Regions from separate parts of the Mus musculus genome. Here all the other regions are linked to region 2. The links are chromatin contacts, called in public promoter capture Hi-C maps. All regions are on one chromosome and are shown on one strand. Each heading gives the region's core, a stretch centred on a gene start, on an enhancer-like site or on the middle of the called end of the contact. The rest is flanking DNA. Distances are from core to core; before and after follow the strand shown. Region 1 holds the start of Lrrc49 (leucine rich repeat containing 49). Region 2 holds the start of Glce (glucuronyl C5-epimerase). Region 3 holds the start of Iqch (IQ motif containing H).

The links. Promoter capture Hi-C pulls out the DNA fragments that hold promoters and counts their contacts.
Region 1: a contact with region 2 is called in a promoter capture Hi-C map of pre-B cells, with 4 times the contacts expected there. The contact joins the promoter of Lrrc49 here to the promoter of Glce in region 2. A contact is called at or near these places in 2 of 39 promoter capture datasets (the C10 cell line and pre-B cells) and 1 of 9 other capture datasets (liver).
Region 3: a contact with region 2 is called in a promoter capture Hi-C map of erythroid cells, with 21 times the contacts expected there. The contact joins the promoter of Iqch here to the promoter of Glce in region 2. A contact is called at or near these places in 4 of 39 promoter capture datasets (the C10 cell line, erythroid cells, liver and 1 more).

The regions. Positions count from the first base shown.
Region 1 is chr9:60,685,916-60,689,719 of GRCm38.p6, reverse strand. Lrrc49 (leucine rich repeat containing 49) reads left to right here and starts at 1,586. Exons shown (of 17, transcript NM_145616.4): 1 at 1,586-1,908; 2 at 2,525-2,581. The coding sequence starts at 1,861.
Region 2 is chr9:62,121,109-62,124,716 of GRCm38.p6, reverse strand. It overlaps Glce (glucuronyl C5-epimerase), which reads left to right and starts at 2,108. Exons shown (of 5, transcript NM_033320.5): 1 at 2,108-2,232. It overlaps Mir5133 (microRNA 5133), which reads left to right and starts at 2,123; the gene lies at 2,123-2,199.
Region 3 is chr9:63,600,099-63,604,077 of GRCm38.p6, reverse strand. It overlaps Iqch (IQ motif containing H), which reads left to right and starts at 1,585. Exons shown (of 22, transcript NM_001311098.1): 1 at 1,585-1,711. The coding sequence starts at 1,661. It overlaps Aagab (alpha- and gamma-adaptin binding protein), which reads right to left and starts at 1,432. Exons shown (of 10, transcript NM_025857.3): 1 at 1,307-1,432. The coding sequence starts at 1,379.

The DNA of each region.
Region 1 (3,804 bases), core at 337-2,836, 1.4 Mb after region 2:
AGTGAAGAGAGGACAGGCTGAACACAGGCTTCAGAAGCAAAATACATGGGCCAAGGGTTGACTGTGATGACAATCAATGCTTAATTAATATGGTAAGTATTGTGCCTCAGACATTACTCCAAGTAACTAACTCTCTACAGCTCTGGAAAGGCTTTGGCTGAGATGCGATAACATCTTTCTATTACAGATGAGGAACCTGGGCATAGGAAGCATGCTTAATTATTGGCAGAACCATAACTGAAACCCATGAGTTGGCCACCAAGTTTATTCTTGTAACCACCATGATTTCATACCTTAGCTAACCTCCACACCCCACCCCCACACATAAAGATAAATATTTTAAAAAACATAATATGTAAGTCAGGGATCAGGAGAAACTATATTTGAGCTTATTGCTTTAAAAAAGGGACAGAACTTTATTGATGGTGCCAGAAAATGGGAAAAGGAATAACTATGGTTACTGCCGGGAACAGGTGAGCAGTCTCAAAAGAGAGGAATGCTGAGGAACCAAAAGATCAGCATTATGTCTATGAACTCTTCAGGACAGTGGTATTAATAGGATGGTAGGGAAAGGAGAAAAATCATGCAAGGATGTGTAAGTTGTGTTCATAATTTTGATCCAAAAATTATATGTTTACATTCCAAATGATGATAGAATATCACTAAAGGAAGGGTCTTAGGCATCCACCCAGATGTGGGAAGCAGGTTAGTATTACAGAAAGAATATTGTTCTGGTGACTGGAGGTATAATAAGAATTCCAGGCCATTGAAGAAGTTAATTTTTGGATGTGTCTCCTCACATAAAATGGATAGGTTTGGACTAGTTGAGAAATAAGGTTGCCTTCAGCCCTGTCATTCTATACAAGTCTCACAATTCAAAGTCAAAATGTCAGTTACAGACCACTTAACTTCTTGGCAACCTTTTCTCAGATTTAGAACTAAACATTCCTTCTGCACTGTCATAGAGCCACTGTTTAATCCACATAATGGTCATAGGGTGGAAGCTGGATTGTCCCAAAGAGGGCTTGGAAGTTTTTAAGAGAGCAAGTAGTGATAATTCGATGCAAGGAATATGTAATCAGTATTTGGGGGTGGGGTGGGGGCAGAAAGGTATGCAGTGAGGAGATGACTGGAAGTTTGTTTAGCTCGCCAGGAACATGAACTTGAAGGCAGCCAGTATCAGTCAAAAGAAGCTTAGGGAAGGGAAGGGGTTATTAGCAAGACTTGTCTTCAGTAGTAGCTTCACAGCTTTAGTCTTTTTTTTTTTTTTTTTTTGGACAGATCGATTGTCTGGCGCACTCCGTTCCTCTGCCCGCAGGGGCCTCAGGAAAGCTGGCTTCCCTTCACTATCTCCAGGTCGGATTGTATCCTTCCTTGTCTCGGCTTAGTGGAAGGGCCAAATTAAATGGGAAGGTTATGAGCACCTTCCTCCAGCTCTTCCCTGCGATCTTGCCAGGAAAACAGGCAGCAGCAGGCAGAGGGAATCAAACTTCCCGCGGGCAGTGTTGAGGCGGGTCCTAAAGAGGAAAGGACCGGAAGTCATGGTTGCCATAGCCACCGATGTGTCCTCCCTCTTCCTCGTCTTATCCTCCTCCGGATCCTCCCGCTGTTTTCAAGCGGCCTGGAAAAAAAAAAAAAATCCAGAACGAGGAAGTGCTGACGCACGGGGCCCCACAGATACTCCCCGAGGCTAGCCGCCCGGACGGCCCAAAGATCTAGGGCGAGGACCAGACCGGAAATGGTGGTTTCTATGGTAACCCCTGAGCGGGTTGCCTGGGAGATGACCCCTTTTGGTCTCTTTGAATCTTAGCTGTAGGATTACCTCGAAGGAGGATTGAACATCCTGGACTGTCTCCTGCCATGATTCCCGGAAAATATCGCTCCGTTTCTGGCCGAGCTGCAAATAACGTGAGTTGGGCCTTCCTGATTTTTCTTCCTTTCCGATAGTAGTCTTGTCCTCTCTGACTGGCGTCTTTGTCCTAGGTGATGGGCTGTATTACTGGGATCGGGGCGACTGAAGCTATTGTCTCATTGAGGCTAGGGTTTCCTGGGCTAGTCCAAAGCACTCTGAGAGTTTTTGAATATTGTATGATGGGTGTTTAAAATCTTGCCCAGGGCCCGAGCTCCCCAGAAGGTGGAGCTGGTTTGCTAGGCAAACACTGGGATTCCTTTAGTTATCCCCCACCCACTTCTTCCTTTTTTTCTATTGAGAAAGGAACCTGTTCTTAGACACTCCCACCTCCTTTATTCAAGCACTGACATCCTGACTGGCAACAGAAATGTCGGGGCTCCAAAGCCTGAGGTACAAGGTGGGTGAAATCCGTGCCTCCGACATTTTGAAAAATAAATTAATGAAAGCATTTGACTTGATTTTACTTGATTCCTAGACTTCAGAAAATGCTCATTTACCAGAAAAGGCAAAGAAAGATGGAATATTTGACTGTGTTCCATTTCTTATAATGTGTTTATACTATGGTGTGTATGCATTAAGAAATCATTTTATAATTTAACTTTTACATTTCAGGTGAACTGTGGACTTCATCTGGTTATTCAAACGTCGTCACTTTCTGACAAAAACAAAGTAAGATTTAAGCAGATTTGTATTTAAGTTGAAAATAAATGGTCAGATATTGTACACAAATACTTGTATATTTTATATATAGATTCTGACCTCGGGGCTGAGGGTCTCTTATTTTGGTTTTCAATGTAAAGCTGACTTTATTTTCTGTCTACTTTCATAAAGCCAAATCATCCCTCTTGTATCAATTTAGGTCATTCCATTACAAGAGCCCCTCCCCTTACATTTAAACATTTCTGGTGAAGGTATTTCTTAAAAGTGGTTGTATGGCATAATTTAATTAAGAAATGCTTTCTTCCTTAGACATAGGTAAAATGATGGTATCATTCTAATGGTAGCATCTCTGGAAGGATAAAATGGGACATTTTAGGAGGATTTCACTTTGTGATTCATTTTAAATCAGAAGAAAAACTAGCTTAGCAGAGGAAATGTTAGTGTTTTAATAACGTATTGAGTGTTAGATTCTTATTTTGTGTGTGTGTGTGTGTGTGTGTGTGTGTGTGTGTCTGTGCATCCGTCTCTGTGTCTCTCTGGAGGCCAGAGGAAGTTGTCAGATGCTCTGGAGGTGGTGTTACAGGCAGTTGTGACACCTGTCATGGGTACTAGGAACCCAACTCAGGTCCCATGGAAGAGCAGCAGTGGTCCTAACCACTGAACCCTCTTTCTACACCCAGACCATTTACTTGTAATATCTTGGTAATTTCCAAAGTCTCTGGCTTTTCATTTGGTTTTTGAGATACATTTTTTTTCTTTCTTTCCTGCCTCACTCACCTCAGCACTCACGCATGCCCACTCCCCTATGCTAGCCGTACACAATACACTTCTCCCCTTAAATAATGTGTATGCTCTCAACCGTCACAGTTCATTTGTTCCCTAAAACATTGTGAAGTGGACATCACTGGAAGGACTCTGTAGTATAAAGGCCGGAGTTTACAGACAGCAGCAAGAAGAGACTAAACGGAGGCCATAGGAGGTTTGAATGGGAGGGGCCACTGATTAACAGACTGCAGCTGACTAGTTACATTTGGATGTCAAAATAGCCAACCCTTCCCTGTGTGACTCCCCTGACCTCATCGTTTGATCATCTCCAATAACAGCTGAATTAATGAAAAAAATGTATTTATTAGAATCAGGCATAATGGACTGTATGTAAAACTTTCCTACCTGCCTTGGCCAGGTGGGTCTTTTTCTACCGTTATGTGCTTGTAGGAGTGCTGTGTTTTCAA
Region 2 (3,608 bases), core at 859-3,358:
ATATACATATATATGTATAATACATATATATGTGTGTATATATACACACATATATATACACATATATATGTATTTTATATATATACATTTGATAGAAGTGCTTTCACACCTAGCTTCCTTACAGCCTCTACAAATATTTGAATTTGTTCGGGTTTCCCATTTAACACCAAATCAAGTCCAATTACTGTGGCTTGGTAGTCAAAGCCTTTCACTATCTGGCTCCTTTCTGATCTTGCCCCCCACCCCCACCCCAGATGGGGGAATCTATTTACTGAGCCATCCAACCTGCAGCCTGGCTCAGCTCACATGCTTTTTATCATTGCTCTGGTTTAGATTATTTTCTCTGAAAAGCTTCCATTTCTGCCTTTAATTTATATGGGCCATCCTAGTATTTTACCACCCAGCTCAAGCTTCAGAGCTGCCTCTCTTCCCTCTGGATTTTTCTAACAGCTTTTGTCTGAACCAATTTGTGGCTCTCAGAGTGTGCAGTGGTGTGTGGACATTTTTCTTATTATGCACAAGGTGTGCAATAAGATAAGGAGTCATCAATATTCAACCATTTTCAAACTAGGAGAGGGGACTTTAAAAAAAAAGTAGCTAAAGAATGAAAAGAACACAGTTAGGCAGGTGCTAAAGGAAGACATCCTGAGCGTTGTCAATGAACCTCCGAGAAGCCATTGGGGAAAAAGTCCCACCAAAGAGACCATTTGTCTAGTAGGAGAGAGGTCTTTTGAAACTGTTGGGAGAGCAGCAGATTGTGTGGGCAAACGCAGTATTGTAGCAGGGAAATAAGGGATGAGAAGGTGGGGACCACAATACACTTTAATTTTCTCAAGACGTGGGATTCTCAGGACAGGGCAGCTCGAGTGGATAGAACCGGCAGGGTAGTTGTGTTCTGTTCAAATAACAGGGGATAATGAGTGTGTTCTGGGGATAAAGGGGCTAAAAAATTGATAATGGGGGTGGGGGTGGGGGTGGGGGAGCTGACTGAGTCTGGGCCTGGCTGAGGTCCAGTGCACAAGGGCAGGAGTTAACCTTGAGAAAGAGTAAGGCTACTTTTTGTGTTGGGCAAGGGAGACTAGGGGAAGATGAAGGAAAGCTACAGGGCAGGCATAATAATGAGTGAAGGGACTTAAATGTGAGGGGGGAATGGGAAAGGCTAGGAAAGCCCAGTTTCTGAAGCCAGTACAGATAAGCACCACAGTTTCCATTCCTTCCTTTTAGATTTATTGAATGCTCTATACCCTACCTGTGCTAAACATTACTGGGCCCTATGGTCTGTAAAGATACAAGTTCTCGGGTTTGTTAGGTTAGCACTCGTTTGAGATTTCGTTCTTCATCTTTGTGGAAGACTTTAAGTAGAACGCACAAATGAATTAGAAAGGTCCTTTGTTGGACCAGATAAACTGGGTTGGAGCTTAAAGCACCCGTGACGATATCATCGCCGTTTGAAATAAAAACGGAAGAGAGTCCGAAATGGGAGAAAGCTACACTAAAGGAGGAGACCGAAGTGAGTAAAGTGAGGCTGTAAGTCTTCAGGCTGGCAGATGGGACCTCCCTGTTCACTTCAGAGAGCAGTGAAAACGCACGGACAGCTCTTCGGTTTAAGCACTATTTAGTTCAGCTTCTCCGCTAAGTGTCTCTACGGCGGCCGAAGAGGACCAAACTTTGCCCAAACCACGTCATCTAAAGTACCTCTGCAACTGCCCAGGTAGCAAACTGACATCGGGTCAGCAACACCTTCGCCCGCAATTTATTGATGATAGGCGGGGAGAATTAGCTCTACTCTTTTGCAATTGGTCACAGGAGAATGCGAGTCCCGCCTTCTGCGCTGCCACCGTTGATTGGTTTTTTGGAACTGTCATTCGAGGACTCTCCGCCCCCTCATCATAGCTCCTCCCCTTAATATGGCCCCTCCTCTTGGTGACCCCGCCTTCTACACCGAATCTAACAGGCTGACGGAGCTGCCATTCGAAGAGCCTCCGTCCCGCCCTCTCCTCCCCGGCATGGCCTCGCCCCTTACCGTGGCTGGGATCTCGCGGGAAGAGCCGCGGGCACGGCGGCGGCTCGGCTCCCCAGTAGCGCGCCGAGCGGGCGGGCTCTCCTCACACGAGCGCTTCCTCGCCGAGAGGCTGGAGCTGCGGCAGCGCAGGCCTGGGCCGCCGTGTCTCTGCCGCTCGCTTCAGTTTTCCTCAGGGCTCTGGGGGCCGCTCGTCCGCCGACGCGCCTCAGGTGAGGGAGCTCGTCGTGTCGTGGCTGAGGGGCGGCCGTGGCAAGTGGGCTCGCGACGGGGGCGGCTCCCGGGGATGCGCGGCGTTCCGAGTGCGGGGATCTTGGGTGACGCGGCGGGGGCTGGGGTCTCGGGGCTTCTTTGGCTTTGGAGTGGGGGTGGGTGGCTGCCCAGGCGGTCCCGGGTCTCTAGGGTCGCGGGAGCGCGTCCTGTGTCCTGCCTGAGAGCCCGGGTGCTGGCATAGCGCGGTTCTGGGACTTGGAGACCATTTCTGGCGATCCCGTGCAGTTGAGGGGCTTGGGATACAGTTTAGCCTTGTCCGGAGGGCACGGGGAGACCTATGAGCGGAGAGGGGTCCGCTTGGCATTCCTGGGGTAAAGCAGGAGGATGTCAGGGTTCCAGAGACTTGGGTTTGTTTAAGGTCGCCATGGGGTGATAAGACGATGCCCGTGTCCCTCCCGGGAAGGAACGGACTGGGTGGGTGTGGGTGGGGGCGGGAAGCGTGCATGGGGAGACCAACATTTGTATTGGGGTTTCTGCTTCGCCCAGAGGGGGGCGGTAACTGTGCGTGATGGTCCCCATTCTTTTTCGGGGCGACAAGGAGGGTGATTTTGCCGTGTGGGCGCGGCTCAGCGGTCTCTGGGTCTCCAGGGGTGCCAGACCCGGTTTCAGGAGCCACCCCATGGCACTGCTTGTGGCTTTCGGTATCTGACGGTCTCGATCTGGTCTCTCTCTCTTTCTCGATGAGATTTAACTCAGTGCTTCTTCGTTGGACGCTTGATCGGGGCAGTTGCCTAGTTGGAGACACAGTGGGCTTGTTCTGCAGTTTTCTTTTCTTTGCCCCAGGATACCTTTGGGGACGCGCTGGTGTCGCCGGAGCTCTGATCTCCGGAGGAGAGGAGAGGAGCGATACCAGACTTGAGCATGTTGTCTGGAATACCTGACTGTTGAGTGAGGGTTTAGATCTGAGGGTAGGGCGGCTGTGCGATTTGGGCTTTCTGTTTTAGGTAGTGTTTGATGGTCTTGCATGGTTAAATCTGTCCTGAATTTGCCTGGGTGTTAGGTAGTGCCAAGAAGCATCCTTTCTAAAGGTTTTGTGGAAGAGGGGTAATTAAAAACAAAAGTGTAGCATATTATGTATGTATGTCTCAAGTCCAGATTTCTACAAAAGCGTCATTGGCAACCTGTTAATGATGCCCTATTGAGCTTCTTTAGAGAATTCTGGTACATCAGTTTTTACCGTGGTTTGAATCTTACAGAGTTCTTGAAGACTCTGCCAGACTTAGGTGGAACTTAAAATGACTTATAGGTATCTGCCTGTGAGTGGTTTAAAAACGTGTGTCAGAATGTCTGTACATTTGCCTGAGAATTCTCCTGG
Region 3 (3,979 bases), core at 336-2,835, 1.5 Mb before region 2:
GTGAGCTGCCTCCTCAGCTCTAGCTCACTAGTCTCTCTGACCTACATTTCAGAGCTCATTTTGGGGTGGGGCTGGGGTTTATCTCTGAGGTAGAGTGCCACGCTCAGTATGCACAGAGCAGTGGGACTAAAAAGCAGAAAACACACACACACACACACACACACACACACACACACACGTATATTCGCGTATGCACAACAAAGGCAAAAAAAACAAAACAAAAACAAAAACAAAACCCTGAATTTTATAGCCCTTAGGGTCCAGAAGCAAAAGCACTGGGTGCAGTAACACCTCAAACTCATTTTTTTCCGGGGAACTTTCACCTCAGAAAGAACTCAAGAAATGTAACTGCAAGTGAGGGGGCACCCAACAAATATCATGTACACACAAGTATGCATGTATGTACATTACACACACACACACAATCAAGGGGAGGGAATCAAGAACGCCCACAGCTCTCATCTCTAAGGGAGTAAGCGTTTATTCTGGAGCCAAATATGAGGGATCATGAAAAGGGAACAGGAATCAGGGGTGCCTCAAGTCAAATGTTCCAACGTGGCAATAACAATTCCATGGTGTTCTTATAGGAACAACAAAGCTACATATCAGGATGTTCTAAAAATACATTGAGGGGAACAACAGGTTGGTGGATTACAGCACATCGTGGAAGCCCTTGCTGTAGGCCTCAGACACCAACTGATAAAATTCTTAGCCTTTGGGTTGATGGAAGCTAGGGGGTCTGTTTGCTTATTCCCAAAAGGACTTTACCTGATAGTCAGAGGATATTAGGTCAGACACAGAAGTGGGCAACAAATGGCTAAGAAGGAGACTAGAGACAGTCCACGAGAATCTGGCTACAGTTATTAAAATTCCAGCTCTCCACAATCACAGGAGTTCTGGTCAGTCCATCATCCTGGCAGAACACTAACGCGCGTGCATTTTTTGTTTGTTTGTTTTTTTGTTTTTTTGCTGAGCACTTCAGTTCACAAGAGGAACCACTACCCCAGCAGCAGGGGCATAACCCCCAAACACAACACCGCAACTCCAGCGCCTTACATTCGTCTAAGAGCACAATTTCCGGGGTCTTGAATATCATCTTAGGGGGTGCTTGCCACCACCCCTGAGGCGGGAGGTCAGAAACCGGCCTCACTTTACACAGGCAGAAGGTTAAGCGCCTGGCGCCGAGACCTGCGGAGGAGCCGGAGCCTAGGGCCCAGCTCGGGCAGAGCCCGGGAGAGGTCGCCGGCCCTGCGCCCATGGCTCTGAACTGGGCCTTGCAGCCCGGCTCAGACGTCGGGTTACTCACGTTGCACCAGCCGGTCCCCGGTGAAGGTGGCGGAGCAGCTGGTAACCAGCGCGCAGGGTACACCGGCAGCCATCGCTGCGGCAGAGCGGGTTCCGCGCCGGCGCTGCTTCCGCCTTGGGCCGTACCACTGCAGCGGGCACGCGGGGGAGATGATCCGGGCACGCGCGCTGGGCGGGGCCGCGCGCTGGGCAGCCGAGGCTCCGGCTGGCCCTCACACCCCCCTTCCCCGCTCCTCCAGTGGAGCGCGCCGGTCGCGCGCGCCGCGTTGCTATGGTGACGGGTGCCCGCACCATCTAGGAGCGCTCCGCAGGAGGCCATACCTCCGGAGCCTAGTGTCTTCTGCCCTCCTTAGTCATGGCGCAGGCCCAGGAGGACAGCGACCCCATTGGATCCATCCTAATCCAGGTGGGAAACAGGCCGGGCTGGCGGCCGCACAGACCTCCCCTCGAACCCCGAAACCTGTGATCCCAAGCACCACCATTTATTCTCTCGGCCCTATAGCAGGAAACGCCTACACTTTAGGGCATCATGCTCTGGGGGTTGAACACAGGACATGCTAGCGCCAAGCAAGTGCTTTACCGCTAGGCTGCATCACCTGTCTTCCTTATACTTCGGGCCCAGATGGTCATTGACTGTCTTGGAGCACCCTCTACAATCCAGGCAGGCCTGGAACTTGTGATCCTCCTGCCTCAGCCTCCTGAGTAACTGGGATTATCAATCTGTACTAGCAGGCTGGGGTGCTCAAGGCACCATTTAAAAATAAATTATGAAATGTTTAAAGTCCATCCATGGCTTGGGGATGTGAAGGAGAAACAGATTCATCATTAGGAGGTGGTGAGAAGTTCGAAGAGAACGTGAGCTATGGGACCCGTGCTTCTTAACCTACAATAGTCACTGCTTGCTTGGGAACACACACCCAAGCTTTTTTTAAAATTTTTTTTTCTTCGAGACAGAGTTTCTCTGTGTAGCCCTGGCTGTCCTGGAACTCACTCTGTAGACCAGGCTGGCCTCCAACTCAGAAATCTGCCTGCCTTTACCTCCCAAGTGCTGGGATTAAAGGTGTGCGTTACCAAACATATTTTTAAGATCACCTGGATTACAAAACAACATAAAAAATGAAAACTTGGAGAAATATCTTATTTATAATCTAGGGAGAAAGCTCTCAAAGACTTGACTTCTCCAGTGTAATTCAGTTTGTGACAGTTGAACAATTTTTCTGAAACAGCTAGGTTGGTTTGGTTTTTTTTTTTTTTTTTTTGCTTTGTTTTGTTTTGTTTTTTTCCGTGTTTAGGTATGGGTCCCTTTAAGATGGTCTCACTTTAAGAAGTTCTGTAAGACCCCCGATGCTGGGCCTCTGCTCAAGTCCCGGGATGAGCTGGCCAACACCCCAACATCTCGAGAGAAAACCACACCTGATGCAAACTGCAAGAGGTTTTATTATCAGCTAGCTGAGGACGAAGTCCCTCCACAGTGCAGGGCAGGGGAGTTCGACCCGAGTGGTGACAGTAGGGGGCTTTTAACAGCTAGCTGAGGAATTGGGAGAGGTGTTGGGAAGAGTTGGGAGGAGAGCTGGGAAGAGTTCTTCTCTTCTGGGTGTCCTTGGTGAAATTTACAAGGCAGGTGTGGGGAGTGAGTTCTTTCTGAATTTTTATCTCCGTGTCCTCGGCACAGGAAGGCAGGCATCTCTGGTTGTACAGTATAGAAACAAAAAGGCTTTTTGCTGGCTATAGAGAACAAAGAGCTTCTTTCTAGCTATATTTTTAGAGATCAGGGAAAACAAGCTTGGGGACCGTCCAGGGGCTTTACCTTCCTGGGAGAAACGCTCTAAGTCGGGGTCCCACAGTTCACCATAATTTCTAACTCATATTTAATTGACAAAGGCTTGAGATAGCGTCCTGAACGCTTTAGAATACACATCCTAGTACACCTTTTTCAAAACTCCAGAGTTCCTAAGCCCACTAGCTTCATAGACATCCCCGTTATGAATTGGACCTAAATCTTACCTGTATCACACTCAACAATTTCCCCTGTGGTGAATTTAGCCAAATATAACACCAGCGAGGACAGTCCCCACCCATGTCCTCACTGACACCAACTGCAAGGTCATGTATGAAGCTCTCGAACAACCCTCACGTCAGTTAGGCTGGCTGTGAGCCTATGAGTCCCATGGCACTCTCACATTTTATTTGTGAGAAAGGCTCATGGAAGTCAGAGATGAGCTACCCTGGTGATTAGGATTAAAGTTAGCCAAGGAGAGAGATGCATAGCAGAGTCCAGGGGCCATCCCAGAAGAGGTGTCAGGTATCACCTCCTTCCAGGCACAACGTGTGACATCGTGTGACATCGTATAGAAGCTGGACAACTAGAAGAACTTCCCTGAGCTTTCTCCAGTCAGAGCTGGGATGTTGCTCAAACTCACATGGCCCTCGAGGCTGACTCTGTGAAGACTCCCGTTCCTCCACACGTCACAACAGACACAGGGCAGCTCAAAACCCCACTGTAAATAAACTGTGTTTGTTGTTAGACTGCCTTGTGACTAAAGCATCCAGATACTTATGTCAGGCAGGACATTCCAGAGGTTTAGAGCTCATCTCTGAGTAGCAGAGGGCCAGACCTCTCTTTGAGTACAGTTATGTTTTTCTCTATACAGAGCCCCCTTTTCATTGACACAAA